Linked DNA regions of Sus scrofa: all the other regions are linked to region 1. A link is a contact called in public Hi-C and HiChIP or PLAC-seq data. All regions are on one chromosome and are shown on one strand. Each heading gives the region's core, a stretch centred on a gene start, on an enhancer-like site or on the middle of the called end of the contact. The rest is flanking DNA. Distances are from core to core; before and after follow the strand shown. Region 1 has its middle 120 kb from the start of PID1. Region 2 has its middle 330 kb from the start of PID1. Region 3 has its middle 350 kb from the start of PID1. Region 4 has its middle 370 kb from the start of SPHKAP. Region 5 overlaps LOC106506390 (a long non-coding RNA gene).

Evidence for each region. Hi-C and Micro-C count contacts between places; a contact is called where the count stands out from the background. HiChIP or PLAC-seq counts read pairs in DNA pulled down with a chosen protein or histone mark.
Region 2: a contact with region 1 is called in an H3K27ac HiChIP or PLAC-seq map of skeletal muscle, with 11 times the contacts expected there. The contact joins two enhancer-like sites. A contact is called at or near these places in 2 of 47 Hi-C or Micro-C datasets (embryonic fibroblasts and heart right ventricle) and 1 of 2 datasets of contacts at active chromatin or transcription factors (skeletal muscle).
Region 3: a contact with region 1 is called in an H3K27ac HiChIP or PLAC-seq map of skeletal muscle, with 12 times the contacts expected there. The contact joins two enhancer-like sites. A contact is called at or near these places in 1 of 47 Hi-C or Micro-C datasets (embryonic fibroblasts) and 1 of 2 datasets of contacts at active chromatin or transcription factors (skeletal muscle).
Region 4: a contact with region 1 is called in a Hi-C map of embryonic fibroblasts, with 4 times the contacts expected there. The contact joins two enhancer-like sites. A contact is called at or near these places in 2 of 47 Hi-C or Micro-C datasets (embryonic fibroblasts and heart right ventricle).
Region 5: a Hi-C map of omental adipose tissue shows a contact between it and region 1, with 2.1 times the contacts expected there. The contact joins two enhancer-like sites. A contact is called at or near these places in 5 of 47 Hi-C or Micro-C datasets (liver, omental adipose tissue and skeletal muscle) and 1 of 2 datasets of contacts at active chromatin or transcription factors (skeletal muscle).

What each region holds. Positions count from the first base shown.
Region 1 is chr15:130,331,223-130,333,922 of Sscrofa11.1, reverse strand. No RefSeq gene overlaps it. Among named protein-coding and RNA genes, the nearest start is that of PID1, 120 kb to the right of the region's middle. Within about 2 kb of position 1,277, at least 30 of the 83 cell types and tissues checked have an H3K27ac peak or open chromatin away from gene starts, as enhancers often do. A contact at or near this core is called in omental adipose tissue and skeletal muscle, where this site is marked.
Region 2 is chr15:129,886,978-129,889,677 of Sscrofa11.1, reverse strand. No RefSeq gene overlaps it. Among named protein-coding and RNA genes, the nearest start is that of PID1, 330 kb to the left of the region's middle. Within about 2 kb of position 1,322, at least 18 of the 83 cell types and tissues checked have an H3K27ac peak or open chromatin away from gene starts, as enhancers often do. A contact at or near this core is called in skeletal muscle, where this site is marked.
Region 3 is chr15:129,862,111-129,864,810 of Sscrofa11.1, reverse strand. No RefSeq gene overlaps it. Among named protein-coding and RNA genes, the nearest start is that of PID1, 350 kb to the left of the region's middle. Within about 2 kb of position 1,445, at least 13 of the 83 cell types and tissues checked have an H3K27ac peak or open chromatin away from gene starts, as enhancers often do. A contact at or near this core is called in skeletal muscle, where this site is marked.
Region 4 is chr15:129,830,272-129,832,971 of Sscrofa11.1, reverse strand. No RefSeq gene overlaps it. Among named protein-coding and RNA genes, the nearest start is that of SPHKAP, 370 kb to the right of the region's middle. Within about 2 kb of position 1,376, at least 21 of the 83 cell types and tissues checked have an H3K27ac peak or open chromatin away from gene starts, as enhancers often do.
Region 5 is chr15:129,968,284-129,970,983 of Sscrofa11.1, reverse strand. LOC106506390 (a long non-coding RNA gene) reads left to right here. Exons shown (of 6, transcript XR_002339119.1): 4 at 2,126-2,293. Among named protein-coding and RNA genes, the nearest start is that of PID1, 250 kb to the left of the region's middle. Within about 2 kb of position 1,388, at least 8 of the 83 cell types and tissues checked have an H3K27ac peak or open chromatin away from gene starts, as enhancers often do. A contact at or near this core is called in omental adipose tissue, where this site is marked.

The sequences.
Region 1 (2,700 bases), core at 28-2,527:
CCCTTTCCTCCTGGTGCCTCCACTGTCAGAGCCTCTGAGTCATCGGAGTGTGTACTCTCTCTTTTTTTTAAAAAAAATTTTTTTTAAGGCCGCACCTGCGCATATGGAGGTTCCCAGGCTAGGGGTCCAATCGGAGCTGTAGCTGCTGGCCTACACCACAGCTCACGGCAATGCTGGATCATTAACCCACTGAGTGAGGCTAGGGATCAAACCTGCATCCTCATGGATGGTAGTCAGATTCTTTTCCACTGAGCCACAATAGGAACTCCAGAATGTGTACTCTTGAATCCACTCACAGACTGTGTGACCTGAACCATCCTCTAAGCTCTGCAAGCCTGATCTGCTGGATCCAAACGATGGGAATGTTACTTCTCTCCGCGGTTACTTCTCTCAGAGGTTGGGAGCTACTGGGCTTGTTTAGGAAAGGTAGTTATTGCACAGTGGCCAATACTACCTTCTACACCTGGGAGCCCAGGGTGGCCCTTGGCTTATCTTTGGGCTCGCAGAGCTTCCTGAGCCACCTGGCAGATCTCAGGATGGATGAGGATGGGGGATCTTATGCTGCCCTCCTCACCCAGGGACAGACACTCCAGTCCGCAGCTGCCTCATTGGTCCGTCATCTTCCCTTCTTTCTCTAGACATCCGCCCACCTAAGAAGCTTCTCTCCTCCCCCCACCCCGCGGCCCTCTTTTATTTTCTTTGCAGCATTTCTCACCGCCTGACCTACGGCCCTTTCAGGCGTTTTCTCCATCCTTGACTGTCTCCCCAACTAGAACGGAGCGCAGGGCAGAAGGAACACTCTCTTGCCCTCTATTCTGCGCTGCTGTATCCTCAGAATCCAGCACAGGGGCTGGAGCATAATAGGTGCTCAGTTAACTCCACTGGGGGCTAATGCATGACATTCTGTGGCCCAGCACCATGCCAGTCAAGACTCAGGCCATTCAGAGACCCCCGCTGACCTGAAGCCTGGGACCCCAGGGACTAGCTGTTCTGGCTTTGGGAAGCCCCCCTCTCCAGGCCCTCCCCTCTCCCAGACCCCATCCGACCCCAGAGTCCCTCGAGGAGCGGGGCAGTCGGTGCTGGCCTCCCCACACTCCCCTGGGCGGGATGAGGGGGTCCCTGGCAGCCGGGGATGCGGGCTCCCCGGCGGGCGCTGGCCCCGGGCATGCTCAGAGCGCGCAGGTCCGGGCGGCGGCGGCGGCGGGGGAGGAGGAGGGAGCGGTCCCCGCCGCCGCCGTGCGCTCGCGGGCCCGGGCGGAGCTGCGCAGTCCTCTCGCAGCTGCGCCAGGACAGCCGGCGCGCGGCCGTGCCCACAAGTTGCCGGCAGCCGAGCGCCGCGCCGCCTGCTCCGGCTCGCAGTCCCCCGCGCCCACCCCGCGGCGGTCGCCGGGCTCTGGGACGCACATCCCGCGGACACCCACCCCAGATGTGAAGCGGGACCGCGGCCCCTCGCCCTCTGGCGCGATCGACGAGTCTCGCCAGCGTCTCCTCTGCCAAATCCCTCGGCTGGAAGATGTGGCAGCCGGCCACGGAGCGCCTGCAGGTAAGGGGCACCGGGCGGCCGGGGGCCAGCCTGGAGGAGGAGGTGCTCGGCCTCAGGAGCAGAGGTGACACCCCTGGCCACTTGCAAGGATTTGCCCCCAAGCAGTGGTGTAGAATACAAGGATTAGAACCTGGTGCTGTGAGCTTAACCCAGGGGCCGGGGTGAGGGTGGGGAGGTTGATGAAACTGACAAATGCATTGCCTCGGGCGTCACAACTTTTGGCTTTGGGGTTACTGCGCGCCTGTTGGTATATGTGAGGTTGGACTCTCTGACCAGCAATTTTAGGTTGCATTCCACGGACACAAATTGACTGGTCTGGGGTTAGGATTTTTGCATCCAGATTATTATTATTTTTTTTCTTTTTGTCTCCAGGAAAGACAGAACAAATGATTTGTGAAAGCATCTGTTTGCCAATATAATTTGGAAATATCAAGCTTGGTTTGGCTTGGTCGGTGGTATGCTGCTTATTTTATTTTTCTCCATTCGTCGGCCCCCTTCCTTCATCTCCCCTGAACCCAAGCTCCCCCCAGATATTTGAAAATCAAAAGTTAGGTTCAGCCATGAAGAGTCAGGCCCTGGGTTATCCCATTAAAAGTTTTCCACTGATATCAACTGACATGCCCAACTGTCTTTCGTGTGGACTCTGAAGCTAGGGAGATGGGAAAGGGGTCAAAGTGAGAAAAGAGGGGCATTTTCAGAGAGGGGCTATATCCTGACCCTTGGGACCCCGGTATTACCCTGACTGCAAGGTTTGATGACTGCTTTTGCTCAAAAATCTTCTCAGGAGGCAGAGCAGCTATGCTGCCAGAAAAAAAAAAAAAAAAAAAAAAATCCACTGAATCCTGCAGTTAAATTTCGGGAGGCTCAGAGCCACATTGTTACATAGTAAACTTTGAAGAAGCCTTTAGGTGGTAAAATACAGCACCCCTGAAGGCTGAGGGCATCTGAAGACTTGGGACAGTGGGGGCCGGGAGCCCTGGCTGGCTTGGTTTTTCAATGAAAATTCGAAGTTGCCAAACACAGACTGTCTCTCAGATGCTAGGAAAGGCCAGCCTTTGCCTGTGAGTTCTCATATACTGAGGATTAACCCACAGGGGACATTGCTTTTAGCAGAAAAAAGATGCCCCATAGCCCCTTTCCAAGCCTCTCTGGAACTA
Region 2 (2,700 bases), core at 73-2,572, 440 kb after region 1:
CCAGGGTGGTCTGTTATGGCAGTGAAAGTGTGGAAAGTCGTAAGGGGCAAAGCTCGTTTATGACCCTGCGCATGAGTCAAGGAGCTAGAATTTAGGGTCTTGAGGGGTCCCTCAAAGAAAGCTCTGGCATGCAGTTGTACTGACTGGGTGCATCAGAACAAACAGAAGTTTTTGTGCATCAGAACAAGAGACTGGAGTTCCAGTCCTGGCTCAGTGATTAACAAATCTGACTAGGAACCATGAGGTTTTGGTTCGATCCCTGGCCTTGTTCAGTGGGTTAAGGATCTGGTGTTGCTATGAACTGTGGTGAAAGTCACAGATGCAGCTTGAATCCTGAGTTGCTGTGGCTCTGGCGTAGGCCAGTGGCTGCAGCTCCGATTAGATCCCTAGCCTGAGAACCCCCATGTGCCTCGGGTGCAGCCCTAGAAAAGCCAAAAAAAAAAAAAGAATCTGAGGACAAAATTGATTCATGTTGCCATCCCCAAAGAATGACGGCCTGTGTAACATGCTCTGGCTATCGTCCTTTCTCAGACTGTGTCTTCTCCCTCCTGGATCACCCTGCTCTGCCACTCCAGCTGTTTCCTTGGGTTCCTTGTGCAGACTGCTATCCTAGATGTCTGCTGCCTACAGCTATTACTTTCTGTGTTTCTGCCCAATGGGCACTTTCTCAATCGCATCTAACCTACCTTCTTGTTTTAAAAGTGCCACTTGTCTACCCTGTTCCCCTTCCTGCCATTACCTATTCTGGTTTTCTTTTTTATTCTTCAGCTTCTCCCATCTTTACAAATTATGTAATTCATACATTATGTTTCTCATTACGTTCTACTTCCCAAGAATGTAATCCCCACGAAGCCAGAAATCTCTATCTATTTTGTTCAGTGATGTATCTCAAGGGCTTAGTAACAAAAGGAATATAAGAAGAAGTTGGAGGAATGAATGGGGTAAGTGTATAAGTGAACTAGCTGATGATTACATACCAGGCGAGTAGTGGAAAGAGGGTTCGCACTCCAGTTGCTTTCTACCACTCACACATCAGATATGTGCCGAGCTATGCCACTGCATGCTGGGGAGAAGAGAGGACCAGTGCCTAAGCCATGTCTGCTGTCCCTGAACACAGCATTGGCTACGAAATGGCCTTAACCCTAGACTGCTAGGTTAAGAGTGAAGCAATTAGGGAATGAAACCTTTGTTCTTGTCAAAGAGAAGACTTTGGTTCCCTTATGGATTGCGTGCAGTTCTCTTGTTCCACAGCACAGACTGTGCTTGCGTCTTATCAGTCAGAGGAACGGCAACTCCATGAGCTCATGACATTAGTTCAAAATGCAATAATAAAACTGTCATCAACTGAAAAATCCAAGCTGCTGTTCTGTGAATGCCTCCCTTCCAGGGTCTGCTGGGAGCCGTGTCAGCCTCCATTGCTGGCCAGCTTTCTTAGCGTGGGTGCGGGTGTGGGCAGTGGGCTTAATTAAATCGTTAACCTTCATCACCAGTTCTTTCTAAGCTAAGGAAAAAAAAAAAAAACTCGATATGTAATTTGGTATTAATATGAAATATGGACCTTTTAAGACTTTCTCATGTTCCATTTTTAGAACGCAGACAAAATTCTCATGCCTAGCTGAACATGCTCTGGAAAGTGAACTAAGTAATGGCACTAGAAGGCATGCATAATTGGGTTTAAGCCCTTTGAGGAATGTGATGATGATTTTTACAATTCTGCCCAAATACGAGTCTCTCTTTATTGAGCCAGCAAGCCCAGCTTTCATGGCGTAAGTGAGATTACTGAGTCGTAACAGCTCAGGCTTCTTGGCCAATAACATTGAAGCCATTTAAGTCATTTGGAAACTCTTCAGCCAAGGTCATCACTGGAGCTGGACTTTCACCTAACAGGGAGGTCTAGAGTTTGGATGAGAGAGTGGAAAACAAGATGAGTGGCCACTAATCAAAGCAGCCCTGCTGAGTTCAGGACGTGTTCAGGCAAGGGCTTCCAGCCAGGATCTTTCAACTTGACCGTGGTCAAAGAGGGGCTTTCGATGCCAGTTTTCCCCTTATCCTTTTGAAACAGTGATTCCTAGAATCACTAGAAGGCAGTTTCTTTCTCAGTAGTGTCCTATGTACCTTCCTATACAGTGTCTCAAATGATAATAGGGAAATGTGTTAAATGACATGGAAAAGGCTAATCTCTTTTCGAACCCCATTTACAGTAACAAGTATTATCATACTTCACCCACAGCATACAGACATTCCTGGGCCAGGGACTAAATACCAGCCACAGCTGTGACCTATGCCACAGCTGCGGCAATACAGGATACTTTAACCCACTGAGCCCTGCTGGGAATTGAACACATGCCTCCACAGTGACCCAAGCTGCTGCTGTCAGATACTTTACCCACTGCACCACAGTGGAAACTCCCACAGTTCTATTTCGATGAGGGTTTTGAGTGAGGAGGTTCTTCTTTCCTAGGCCTTCCTCATCCTGAGGGCTGGAGTTAGAAGGAAGAGGGGAAACCAACATGTTAGGGCATTTATCCTATCAAGACCTAGCAAGGCATTTATGAATGTTTCTAAGTGTGTGGAGGAGCAAAGAGTTCAGAGTGGCAACAGAGGAACCAGCCTTGAGAGCCACCTCTGGAAAGGACAGAGCAAGAAGCTGCCTTTGCCCTCACTTTTGAGCCCACTGCTCTGCCTTTCCAGGGAGGACAC
Region 3 (2,700 bases), core at 196-2,695, 470 kb after region 1:
GTCACAGCCACAGCAACACAGGATCTGAGCGGTGTCTGCAACCTACACCACAGCTCACAGCAATGCCAGATCCTTAACTCACTGAGCAAGGCCAGGGATCAAACCTAAATCCTCATGCATGCTAGTCAGTTTTGTTAACCACCGAGCCACTACGGGAATTCCCTTTTGGGCTCTTATTTTAGAATTATTCCAGGATTTGTCTTCTTCCTCTGATAGGGAGTCAGAGATGGAGTGGGGACAGAGGAGTTTCAGGATGCTTGCTTAGTTTGACAATTAGTTTTCTCTTCCAGGTTTGCGAGACTTTGCACAACCCAGTTTGCTAGTCTGTGAAAAAACAACACAAAACCTACAGAGATCTGAGCAATTACTACCCAGAGTACTGTTGTATGTCCATTGCTACTTATTACTTTAGAATCTGCTGATGTTCAACATCAAAGTACAAACGATTGTTCCATTTGGAATTGAGAGAGTACTCATGTAGCTGACTTGCCAAAACAACTGATGGAAATGAAAAAAAAAAAAAAAAAGCAAAAGAAAGAGAATCCCAGAACAGTTGGAAGAATCCTTTTTCTTCTGCCTAATTTCTAGAATGAAAGGCACAGAGAGAAAATGATCTCTGCCAGATGAATGAAGATTAAACAATGACCTCTGGAAGACAATCTTTCTCTTTCGGATTTGATTTTCAACTTCTGAAGTAGAACTGAACCAAGACAATAAAGTAAGTTTGATATGTATACGGCCTGTCTGTTTATGAATCCCAGTTTTATCACAACACAAATAGATAAATAATAGAAGCCCATAATGCTGGTCTCTGAAATTGTAGTTAAACTGAAACTCAGTATGCAGGAAACAAAAGATGAATGGCCTTTCATAAACATGTTTTTATAACATAATCTGCTCATATAAACAACAGGCAGTTCATCCTTTGGGGAATTCTTGTTAGCCAGGGTTTTCAAAGCTTCAGTGAATGGATTGAGTTTCAGAATTATTTCCCAATTTTGTGCTGTTTGGAGGAAACATCTGTTTACTGTATGTAAATGAACAAGACATTCTGTTCTTTTAGGGACTCAGCAAAGAGCCCTTAAAATAGGCCAATTTGGCAAATAAGGAAATAGAGCCTCTTCAAAGGACGACAAACGAAGTCTTGCGAGAGATATTGTAAAGATAGCAGTTGTTTCATTTTTTTTTTTCCCCTCTTGAAAATTTCTCTCCTCGGATCAAATGAGGAATGGATATTTCCCCTTGATTAAAAACCAGTCTGGAGCCTTTGGTTCTTTTCTTGTTTCTTCTTCGCTTCTCTTCTGGTCATCAGACAGCCCGAAAGTCAGAAAACAGACCTGCCTCATGGAAGAGGTGTGCCGCAGACAGCAAGGAGGGACAGGCAGTAAATCTTGGTTGGGTTAATATTTCCACATGTCTGGCAAATGCCCTTGGAAGGCTGGGTGTCCAGACAGTCGGAAACAGGTGCCGCAGCATGTGCCTTCCTCTCATAGTCTATTCAGCCTCTGCTCATCTTGAATATACAAATTTTGCTGGAGCTGAGCTTGGCCTGAGGGCAAGTCCTTCCGTGGTCCTGGCTGAAAGCAGTGTGAATAATGACAGGAGTCTGTCTATTCACCACATGTGCAAAAACAGAGATGTGTCCCCTCACCAACTGCTTACACGTATGGTTTTATAGCTCAAAGGGAACTGGTTGTTTTCTTACACTCGAACTCAGGGGAAAACTAAAAATTAATGTTGCTGTAATGCCTAAAAATTTGAGGCTTTATTCATTAGACTGAAGTATCCCAATGAGGTTTTAAAAAATTTTTATTTTATAGTGGAGTGTAGTTAATATACAATGCTGTATCAGTCCCAGGAGTATAGCAAAGTGATTCGGTTATACATTCTTATTCAGATTCTTTTCCTATACGGTTTATGACAGACTATTGAGTGGAATTCCCTGAGCAATACAGTAGGTTCTTGTTGATTATCTATTTTATATAGGTATAGCTATTTTCTTTATTATTTAAAGTCTAAATATTTGTGTTCTAAGTAGATAGCCACCATTTTATACAATAAATACAATGCACTGTAAATATGAAAAATGTATAACACCTTTTCCAAGAAATATTACTGTGATCTAATTAATACTTCCACATTTTTTCCATTTCAAAATCTGTATTAGCTAGCCATGACTTAGCATAATATTTTACTCGTATATTTCCATCTCACCTGAAACTGATACAGGCTATTGGTGCTCTCTTGTTCTTCCCTTTCAGTTTTATCTAGTTCTTCTGACCCCTAGCACTAATATTATTTAGAGCTGTCTACAGGAAAAGCCCTGCTTTTGAAACTCCCCCAAAATTACATTTTCTTTCCCAGGCTGATAAACTTGGAGGAGCTCCACTTTTTCTTTTTTTGAAACCAAATACCAGCCCACTTAAATAAACTGAATCTGTGTCTTGCTTTTTATAGTTATTAGTTTCCCCTTTTTGAATATCCTCTCTGTGTGAATGATTTTAAAACAATACAGCTTTCAATAATGAAACCAGCCAGGGAAGACCAAGCACAAAAAATAAATAGTGCACATGTCCCCTCTTGCCTCAAAAAAAAAAAAAAAAAAAAAAAAAAGAAAAAGAAAAGAAAAAGAAAAGACAAAAAGAAAGTAGAAATTGGAAGGGGAAATGGATGATGCATAGCTATCTGTGTGTGTGTTTG
Region 4 (2,700 bases), core at 127-2,626, 500 kb after region 1:
AGATGACTCGGTCTAACATGTATTATGTTTTCAAAGGATGATAGTGAAAACCATTCATAATTTGTAACATGGAAAGATGGAAGATATATTATTAAATTTTGAAAAAGGTAGCTTGCTTTTCTTTTTTTAAAGGTGTTCTTGTTTGTCAGTCTGCTCATATGTGTTAACTTTTTAAAAAAATTTACTGGAATATAATTGACTTACAATGTATTAGTTTCAGATGTAAAACTTTCGCGTTGCTTTTGGGATGCAAGAGTGCCAATGGATAGGGAGTTTCCATTTTTTATTTTGCGCTTCACTGCTAAATGTGTATTTCTAGCTCCCTACTGCTTTACTTTCATTGTTAGTAGTAAGGAAGATGCTTGTGAGGTAAAATTATGAAGTGTTATTTTCTTTGTTTCTATAAAAAACTAACACAGTTTATAATAAAAAGAAGGCAGTTGAAGGGCTGATCTGGAATGATCTTTAGGTTGTATAACTGCTTAAACAGGGTTAGGACTTTAGTAGTGGGGTATTAAAATATATAAAATATATACTTGCACATAGATCTTTCTATCTATCTCACTAAATGAATGAAATCAATAGCTTTTTGTTTCATTTTGATTTTTGTTTTCATAAAATGTATTTTTTTCAAGGAGTCTTTTATCCCTGAGTCTTTTGAAAGCTCTTTCAAAAACCCAGTATTTTGCTCAAGTGCTGTTAGCCAGAGCTGATGGGTCTCTGCCTGCAATGTGAATGTTCCTTTCTGACTAGTCCCTGGAACACTTTTGAGACTTTTGTACCAAATATTAATTACTTCATTATTGGAAGGCTCCTGTATACTTTTATATTCCAGCAAACAGCTTGGTAACTTTACCGGAGCAGGAAATGAATCGAAATCATAAAATTAAATAAACATTTCACATGAGTGCACATCTCTGGGCTCAGCTTGTGGCCATGCAGAACCCTGGCTGCTCAGCCAGAAGAAGTGACATGGCTCCACCAGCCTCCTGGCTGTAAGGCTGGAATGCTGCTGGAATGAAGGGCTTCACGGAGTTGAAAACAAGAGCCTTAGCAAGTGGATAACCAGAGAACCAGGGAAGCATGCAAAGAATGCAGCCCTTCAGCTAAATTACCTAACTGGAAATTACTCACCCAGGAGCTCCATCCTGCTGGGAACTCTGGGTCAATTTGTGAAGAAATAAGCAGTTTAAAAAAAAATCTCCAGACTGAACATTTTTTATTTTGAAAGTTTTATAGTCATGAAACTAGAGAAAAAGGTGGAGTGATCTTCTCAAATCCCAATGAATTTGACTTTGCTTCTTTGTTCCCCTTTCTAAAGACATTTTAACTACTGTTTTTAATGGCTTTTAAAAAACACCAGTTGAGTCAGAAAGAATCTGAGTCAATCCAAGTTATGCTGCCAGATTAGGTAGAAACATTATTAGGTCTCTCTCTTGTGTCATTTTAAGAAGTTAAAAAAAAAAAAGTATTTGTACTTGTTTAAAAGGGAAATAGGAAATAGTAAAAGCAGTACAGGTTGTCCTCATATTTCAAAGGCAAGTTTTTCAAAATACATATGAGTCAGTATTTGAAACTTGAAACAGTTTTTCTCACAGAAGGAATGTGAAATTGTGTGAAGGTTTACAGAAAAAAAAAAAAAAACCTGCACTGTGCTATAAACATTACATACTTTATATTTTAGCATTTGAGAAAATGTATCCTGAGAATCTTAGTCAAGACGTGCAAATAACAGAAACCAGCTAGCTGGCTGACTATGAGATGGGAACTCCTTAAAAGGAAGCAAGGTTATCTCTTAGAATTCAGGAATGTCCACTGGCAGCATGGGAACCAGGGCCAGGAACTCTGTAAAACTGTCATCGCCTCACCTCTGCTCTTATCTCTGCCTCCTGGACCTAGCAGACAGGCTTGTGTTGCCCTCTCTGTACACAGCAGGCACTGCAGGGTCACCTGGTAGCTTCAGAGACTCAGCTATACCCTTTGGGCCTATGTCAGACTAACTGGACTAGGTCTCGGCTCTAATTCCAAATGGCCATTAATTGGCCTAATTTGAGTCAGGACGGCCAACGTCCAGACGGTGCCAGGATATCAATTCTGTAGCAAGGATGCAATTCTTTTTTTTTTTTTTTTTTTTTTTTTTTCTGCTGTACAGCACAGTGACCCAGTTATACATATATATACATTCTTTTCCTCATATTATCTTCCATCATGTTCTATCCCAAGAGATTGGATAGAGTTCCCTGTGCTGTACAGCAGGACCACATTGCTTATCCATTCTTAATGTAATAATTTGCATCCCCTAACCCCAAACTCCCAGTCTATCCCATTCCCTCATCCCTCCCCCTTGGCAACCACAAGTCTGTTCTCTATATCCATGTCTGTGTTGCTGTTCTTAGAGAAAGAAGTTGTCTTGAGTTTTAACTCATTGGCATCCAAAGATAATACCATAATACCATAGTCAAGATGACTCCAATGTCGCTGTGGATGTTGGTGGGGGTGGCTTAGGGGGCGATGGCTTAGGAGTGTGTAGCTTTAGGAATACTTTATTAACTCTTCCAATTGATTGACTGATTTTTTTGATTGATTGACTTTGTGTCTTTTCAGGGCTACACCCTGGCATATGGAGGTTCCCAGGCTAGGGGTCAAATGGGAGCTGTAGCTGCCAGCCTACATCACAGCCACAGCAACACCATATCTGAG
Region 5 (2,700 bases), core at 139-2,638, 360 kb after region 1:
CTTTTCATTATGCTGGCTCTTTCATCAGCGAGGAAACCCTAAAGAGGGACATTTCCAAAGATGTCTTAGTTAATAAATGGCACAACCGGAACTCAAAATCAGGTCGATGTAATACCAAAAAAATCTATGTTCTTATATTGATGCTCTTCGGCCCTTCTCAAGAAGCAGCTAAACTTTTTTTTTATATTTTTGTGATATTTCCTCCTCCAGTTCACCCTCATAGAAATGCAAATTGTGACTATCACAGCGGAACAATTTCTTAGGACTGAATGGACAGCCTTAGTGTTGATGCTTCGACAGAGCAACACATTCTCTTTTCCAAAATGAACATGTCAGTTATTTTAAGCAGATTTTATCTGGTTAAAATATAAGAGGATGACCCACAGTGTAAATACCTTCGTCTGACACCTCTCAATGACGGGCCAGGACTCTGCTGCCCACAGTCCTGTTCTCCCAGAAGAAGATCCATGACAGCTTTTATCTTACGGTCCATATCTAGTGTTCTTTATTATCCAATAGTCTGTTGTAGAAGCAAACATCTAAATATAAACATATCCCTTATTTTTACATTATTCCTTTTATTAGCTGACAGACATATGCCAAAGACTCAAAGAACAAGGATTCTCTTTTGGATTACCTTGCAGTTGAAAGCCTCAAAAACTACTGAAGATTTGAGGCCTGCCAATTCGTATGGGACGGAAAGGAAACCTGAGTGTACTGGCGCCAGGTCTTCAACTACATAGCCCTGTCACATTAGGTGGCCTCTTTTTCCAAATTATTTCTTTACAATTAAAAAAATTTATTTATTTAAAAAAATGTTTCCCAGGCTAGGAGTCGAGTCAGAGCTGCAGCTTCAGGCCTATGACACAGCCACAGCCATGGCAATGCTGGATCCGAGCCACATCTGCAGCCTATACAGCTTGTGGCAACACCCCATCATTAGCCCACCGAGCAAAGCCATGGATCAAACCTGCATCCTCGTGGACACTAAGACAGGCTCTTGATCCACTGAGCCACAAGGTGGATCTCCAGCAGGACTGCCATTAGGTGGCCTCTTTGAGCATCCGTTTCCTTATCTAAGGGATGTGGAGAATATACAATTTCTGAGGTCTTTTTCTATATCCGTAGTGCAGGGATTCTAATGTTTTAGTGGTTTCCATGCTATTAGAAAGCAACTTGCAGGATTTTCCTCTGGTATAGTCAACAAGCATCTAATTCCTTTTGTAAAAGGAATGAGACCAGAATGGAATGAGTCACTAATATCTAGTAAGCCTGAGAGAGAATGAGAAAGAAGACTGGTAAGTTTAAAAGAGGAAGGAATGAACTAGATGATGCAAGTCTGAACGGGTTCTGGAAGAAGCCTCTTGGTGGTTAGGAAGTAGAATGAGGACAACAGGGAAATTACAAAGCTCTACATATAGTGATTCTGCCCCAGCCTGTTCCTGAAGCTTCCACTTGGCTGATGAAAGTGCAGTGCTGCCTCGACTAGCCAGATAGGCAAAGACCTAGGTATTTATGTGCCCGCAGAGATGTGAAGTAAACTCATTCATAGAAAATGAAAGGAACATTCGGTTTAGTTGTATGGCAACTCCCTCTAACAAGGAGGGAGAAAAAATGGATATCCTGAGGTCTCAGTCATAGCCTAAGGGAAGGCATATTTATAATTATTCAGGGCAGAATTTACTATCTTTAGGCTTTGGGAGAAAGTGCAGTGTAAACAAAAGATGACACATCTGTCACAGAGATATATGCTACAGTTAGCAGAAGTTGACTGAGCAGTTTTAAAGAAGTTATAATCGACCTGAGCTAACAGCACATAGAGTACAGCTCCAGCTTCTACTGCTCCCACATAACTGGTACATTTCCAGCTTGGTGAACAATCTCAGGATATAAACAAGTATTGAGTTCAGCCTCATTCACAGCAGAACTCACAAACGGCCTTTATCTCCCTTAGGTGAAAAACATTAGGCGTGCTTTCTTAGTGCATACAAAGATGTTATTCAGCAGCCTGAGAAATGCATGAAACTCAGCTGGCTGCCGATGCTTAAGCAGTTCAGAAATATCACTGCCAATCCTTCTTTACCTTTCAACCTTTGCATTAAGGTAGGATCCTGTTATGTTGCAGGGGTTTAAGAAAGTGATCACCATTTCCAAGTGAAGTTTTAAGGAGCACACTGGTTGAAGATTTAGCTCAGAGTTCACATTCCGGGAGGTGAATTGATTTTCTATTTCACAAACGCTGGAAATCAATACAATGCTTTGGTTGAAAATAGCAAATTGCAGACCTTTATAGGTAAGTGACATCACCAGGTTGCGTGGACCGCCTGAGTGTTGATGCCTGATGAGAGCAACGAATGTTCTTGTTCCATTTTATGGAAATGCTCTGGTAAACAAACATTTAAAACTATGTATTTGTATATGCTAACTATGAACAGACTTTTATGCCAAAATTGTCTGACGTTTACAACATGGGAAATAATTTTAAGATAAATAGAATAGAGACAGAAAGTGAGATCCAAGTAAGTCAACTTAAAGGTTAAGGGAGTTAGTGTGACAAACTTCAAGTTGGGTACTGAGCTTCCTGGCACCTGGGTGGTGTTTACTCATTGTCTACTCTAGACCCGGTTCTGTGCTGGCTGTGTGCTACTGAGGGAAAGCTGACATGCTGTGCAGGGCCATTTGGCCCAAGCCTTCTCTCTG